Regions from separate parts of the Oryctolagus cuniculus genome. Here region 2 is linked to region 1. Evidence: chromatin contacts called from public Hi-C data. All regions are on one chromosome and are shown on one strand. The core of a region is the stretch at or near the end of the contact, and the rest is flanking DNA. Distances in the headings are between cores, read along the strand shown.

What was found. Hi-C and Micro-C count contacts between places; a contact is called where the count stands out from the background.
Region 2: a Hi-C map of an unstated tissue shows a contact between it and region 1, with 6 times the contacts expected there. The contact joins the promoter of LOC138844224 here to the enhancer-like site in region 1. A contact is called at or near these places in 2 of 6 Hi-C or Micro-C datasets (ear pinna and an unstated tissue).

The regions. Positions count from the first base shown.
Region 1 is chr1:165,076,021-165,078,720 of mOryCun1.1, reverse strand. No RefSeq gene overlaps it. Among named protein-coding and RNA genes, the nearest start is that of PUM3, 30 kb to the right of the region's middle. Within about 2 kb of position 1,375, at least 1 of the 8 cell types and tissues checked has an H3K27ac peak or open chromatin away from gene starts, as enhancers often do.
Region 2 is chr1:165,463,500-165,466,199 of mOryCun1.1, reverse strand. It overlaps LOC138844224 (histone-arginine methyltransferase CARM1-like), which reads left to right and starts at 1,267. Exons shown (of 2, transcript XM_070051464.1): 1 at 1,267-1,473. The coding sequence starts at 1,296.

The sequences.
Region 1 (2,700 bases), core at 126-2,625:
AAAGAGGGAAGCAAAGAGGTCCCAAGACACGGCCTTGGCTTAGCTCCCTAGGAAGAAAGGACAGACAGGAGGAAGAGAGGGTATGGAAGAAATCTCAGTGCTTCAGAGGCATGAAGAAAGCAAAGGCTAAGGAAGGAAGAATTGTGGGGGTTGGGTCTCTGTAAATACCTCATTCCTATTTAGCTCGAGCCTGGCCAGTTAGAGTGAGGCTTGGCATCCTTCAGTTGGCAAAATGAGTGAGACTAATTAAAAAGGCATGAATCTGGACTGGGCATGTAGCCTAGTGATTAAGATACCCCTGTCCCATATTAATCCCACAATGGAGTCCCTAGGTTCAGTATCTGGCTCCAGCTTCCTGCTAATGCAGACCCTGGGAGGCAGTGCTTTATGGCTCAAGTAGTTGGATCCCTGTCACTCACGTGGGATTTAGGCTGCAGCTCTACATCTGGCCCCAGCCTCAGGGCCCAGCCAAGCTCCCATCATTGCAGGCATTCAGGGAATGAACTAGCAGATTTAAGCGCTCTCTCGCTCCCTCTCCCTCTCCCTCTCCCTCTCAAACATTGTATCTATGCATGAAACCAAAGATCATTAATCTAGAATCTTGTGATATTCAAATGATCCATGGGTAAGATTTAAGGGGTCCATGAACCAGGACAGGTGAAATAAGAAAATAAAAGAACAAGAGAGAGAGTAGAAAATACATCTTTATTTTTTAATCTCTCACTAAAATCAAGCAGTTTATCAAATATGCAGGCCACAAACATCACAGCAAAGATGTTGCATATATCTTTAAATACTGTTTTGCTTATTTCTATTTCAAAATGACAATGGAAGGGAGACATCACCCTGGATTTCATTTTTATTACATAAATGAAGAAGCCCACATATTGCTGTATCTCACACTTTCTTATTTTCTAAAATATTTTGATAAGTATAGTTCAATGCAATTGGCCTCCTTTGTAATCCTATTCGTGCTATTTTGTGCATTTACAAACCCAGAGCTAAGGAGTTCAGTAGCCACTGGAGCTAAGAACCCTTATTTGAAAGTCTGTTCAGAGCTTGGCTGGGAAGAACACAGTGTTCCAAGCTGTCCCGTGCAAAGGAAGCCTGAAGAATTGCCTTGGACAGAACCGCATTCACGCCTTGCCTCCAGGGCTCTAGGCACCTGACTTTAAAAGAGGTATTAATAATAATCACTATTCTCTGTAGCTTGCCAAGAACCTGGGGAACGCTGTATTTCATTCTTGTTTCTGTACGATCAGGCATTTCAGAGGAAATAGTGCCACCTGGTGGCCAATGTACCCCCTTAAGTGAATGCTTTATCTTGCCATTAATTAGAAGCCTTCCCAGCAAATCACCGGTCCTTGCTCAGCTCAGCCCGGTGTTGCCCAGTGCACATGTGCAGTCTTTCAATTCCCAGTCGCACAAGTTCAAGGTAGGACAGTGCTCCAGCAAGGTTCAGCAGAATCACATTTCGCCTCCTTTTTAGAAACGTTCAGCAGGGGGCAGTGATGGGCAGTATTAGAACTGAACTGTCACAAGGCTTCCACAATGGCCAAGGTCCCCCTCCCCTCCATAGGGGGTTTCATGCGTGACGGTGCCTGGATCGCATCAAATCCAAGGTGGACAAAAAGAGAAGAGGGCTGCGGCAACACCCACCTCTGTATCCACACCGCAGTGGTGTGGATCTCGGTGGACTGTCAGCGGTCCTGACACGCTGCCCGTGAGTTTTCTTTCTTATTTTGCTCAATTTGGCCTGGCCTCACTTGTTGTGGGGCTGGCTCCTCATCTCCCGGTTGACTGCGCACAACTTGTGCTGGCTCTTCCCCTGGTGCCTTCCTCTTAAGTTATTGAAACAGCCCCCTTTCCACCTTTTGCCTCTCGGTTTGTTCTCCACACGGCAGCCAGAATGATCCTGTGAAAACACCAGTCAGACTGGACCACCCCTCTGCTCATGGACATCCTCCCTCGCAGCAAGGAGCAAATTCTTCCCACTAGCCCAGCGCACACTAACGCGTCCTGCACAGGTTTCTCTAACCTCATCTTCAACTCCACTCTGCCTCACCTACACTGCCTGCTTTTCACATTAAGCCGGCATGTCTTTGCCTCCGGACTTTTGCACTTGCTGTTCCCACTGCCTGCAACCTTGTTCTTCCAGGTACCAACATAGATCATTCCCTCACTTCTTTTCCGGTGCCAGGAACGTCATATGCCATTATTGTTGTATTTTTCTCCATAGCACTGATCACCTTTAACATTTCACGTATCTGAGCTATGATTTTTTTATTGTCTTCCTCTCCAACTAGAACACAGTTCCCGTGAGAATAGATAGCTGTCTTCTCGGTTCATTGCTGTATCCCTGGTGTTGAAAGCGCTGCTAGTTAGAGAATAGAGAATCGAATGTCTGCTGGATAGAATGTCATATTTCCTTCCACTGGGAGATCACGCTCTACCTGCTGAATTCTTGTGTTTTGTTGTGCTGCAGTAAGACCCATCCCCCTGGCCTCTTGTGGCCCACGAGGGTCACTGGCTGATTCTCCAGTATGTTTTGAGCTACCACAGGTTCCTCTGCTGCCTATAGCATTAATGCAAGATCCCCCTAAATATAGAGACTCAAATCTACATCTCCTGTCTGATTTGAGCCAATCTTGGAACACACTTGGAATCGTGAGATTGCATGTTTTGACCATGATTACTTTG
Region 2 (2,700 bases), core at 18-2,517, 390 kb before region 1:
TGGGTAGCGTCAAAGCACTCTGTGCCAGCAACTGAGGACTTTGAAAAGGTAGGAAGAAATGGGGAGAGCAAGAAAACGCTTTGCGGAGGCTGGAGGCAGATGGCGGATGACAGGTGGTGACCCTGTGTCCTCCACACCAAAAAGCCTTCTGCATAGTTCTGCATCTCCAAAGAGCCTCTGACTCCGGAGGCCTCTCAGAATGTGGGCCTGGGGTGGGGGTGGGGGCGCAGGTCAACACGATGCGGGTTGCCGCAAAGTCTCCGTGGGAACTGGGACCTTGTGGATCCCGGGTCCCTCAAAGGCACGTGTTCTCCCAAAGTCAACCTGCTTAGGTCACAAATCGACCTCTCATAACTGCAGTGCGGGTGTAGACCTTGCCTTCTCTCTGGAATGGATTCTGAGGTCGCACACCAGAGGCGTACAGAAATCGCTGCAGGATGGGAAGTGTGGGGAGTCTTGGGGGGAACAAACGCTGCTGCCTTTCCCTGACCCCCTGAAGGGGAAGACAGATCGCTACCCACCTGGGTTTGGAAGCTCTGTCCTTTGGAGCTGGAGCCAGGCAGGCTGGCGAGGTAGCTAGGTAGTCAGGCATCAGCTCTGAGACCAGAGCCCCTGGCTCTCCCCGCCCATTTCCCGGGAACTGAATGACAATATAGCAGCAAACAAACTTTCCCTCTCAAGGTAGGTAATGGAAGAGGAGCGTGAGCCTATTCCTTGGGGCTCAGCCCGCTCCTCCCCACCGTGCCCTGGGGACCAGCCAGTGAGGAAAGAACTCAGCACTAAGGACCACTGCCCCAATGTGGGTGCCAGGAGCCCCCGGAGCCCTCCCCAGAGCAAGTGTCCACCAAGCCCAGAGATCTCGCCAAGCCCTTTGCGAGATCGACTCCCACGCCCGCAGAGAGGGTCCTGCGAACAGCAGGTGTCACCCTTTTGCTTCCAAACCCCAACTGCCTTCAGGTGCGTCGCGCACTCTCCAAACTTGGGTGTTGAGAGCTGCGGCCTCGCGGGGTAGCTGGGCCCATCTGCTCCCCGACAGCGCGTTCCCGTGTGGTGTGGGGTCGCACCTGTTCCTCGGCGCTGCCCCGGGGAACTGGCGGGGTGAAGTTCCGGGCAGCAGGTGTGTGCAGACGCCCCCGGGAGTCTCAGAGGCCGGAGATGGAACTAGCACGGGAGAGGGGGAAGGCAGCGTGAGATTCCAAGTCCCTCCTCCTCCCCCTCGCAGTTTCACGGCGGGAGCGGCGCGGCGCGGAGCTGAGGAGGCGCGGCTGGGGGCTACGCACGGAATCGCTGGGACCATGGCCTCGCCCTCCGCTCGGGCCCAGGTCCCAGCGCGCCTGCAGTACGGCGTTCAGCTGCTCTTCGTGACCGAGGAGCAGTTCTTCAGCGCTGGGCAACTCTCGCCTGCCAACTCCCAGGCTCTGCGGCTGGAGGTGCTCTTGGCAGAGGACGAGGCGACCGCGACGGTGATTGACGGTGAAGTACTGGCGCCACCCACGCGCGCGAGTCCTGCTCGAAAGTTGCGGCCCACGTGCGCGCGAGTGCGGTTGTAGGCGTGCGGTGCGTGTGTGGTTAGCTCGGTGTGCTATAGCAATGTAGGAGTGTGGGCGCACTTGTGTAGGAGCGCAGGTGTGTGCGCCGGCGTATAAGGGCGCAGGTGTGTGCGCTCGGCGCGAGTGATGAAGGCGCAGGTGTTTGGCCCTGAGAGGGTGTATAAGGGAGTAAGTGTGTACCCCAAGCGCGGTTACGTGGGGCCGCTGTGTCCGTACGGTGGTGAGTACGGTGGTGTTCGTCCGCCGTGTGCGTACAAGAAAGTACAGCTAGTGCACTTCTAGTATCGCCCAGCAGGTGTGCATCCCGTAAAGCTTGCTGGCAGGGATAACTTTCTGGTCCTATAAACGCCCAACTCGGTCCCGCTATATCTTTATTGCTCTCAGAGAACTTCGGAGCTGCAGGTAAGAGGCCTGGAAACTGGTTTGAGTCTTCAGTTGGAGCTGCCAGAAGTGAGGCCCAGAGGAGAATCAAGTTAGGAGCAGAGCAGGTCAGGAGCCCGAGTCTTCCTACTTTCTGGCCGGTTGTTTCCGGTTCCCTGTTCAAGACCACTTTGCAGTCACAGCTCCAAGTGTCTCGTGGGGGTGAAGTTTAGGGAGGACTGAGCAGGTGTATAGCGTTCTCAGTGGCTGGCATGGCCAAGGCCACGTCCTTTCGCCATTACTTGTTGGTTCAGGAAGTAAGTGTCACAGAAATGGTGCAAGCTCAGACTCTGGGCTGGGTGAGCTGTGGGCAAGTTAGGGGAGAGCTTCAAACCTTTGTGGGACCCCGGAACGTTCCGCGGGTGTATGGGAACGAGTAGATACTGGCTTGAAGAAATGTGGTGTGCATTTGGGCAGGAAATCTTGCGTTTTCTGAGGGTTTCACGCCCTGCTTCTAGCTCACTGAGTACGGCGTTCTGGCGGCTGTGGCGAGCAGAGCAGGTCTCTTTGATTTTTATGACTCAAGGCTTCCGTGGTTTCTCCCCACCCTAGCTTCTAAGACTGTGTAGCGTTTCAAGTTCTGTGCTGTGGGCTCTTGTGAGAATTTTAGGGGAACTGTCCTCACCGAAAAGTAGGATCCAAGCTCCTTGCTTTATTTTCCACACATTAGAACAGTGTCAGACGTGTTGTAGGAAATTAGTAAGTGGTGGCTGCAGAATGAAAGAATACC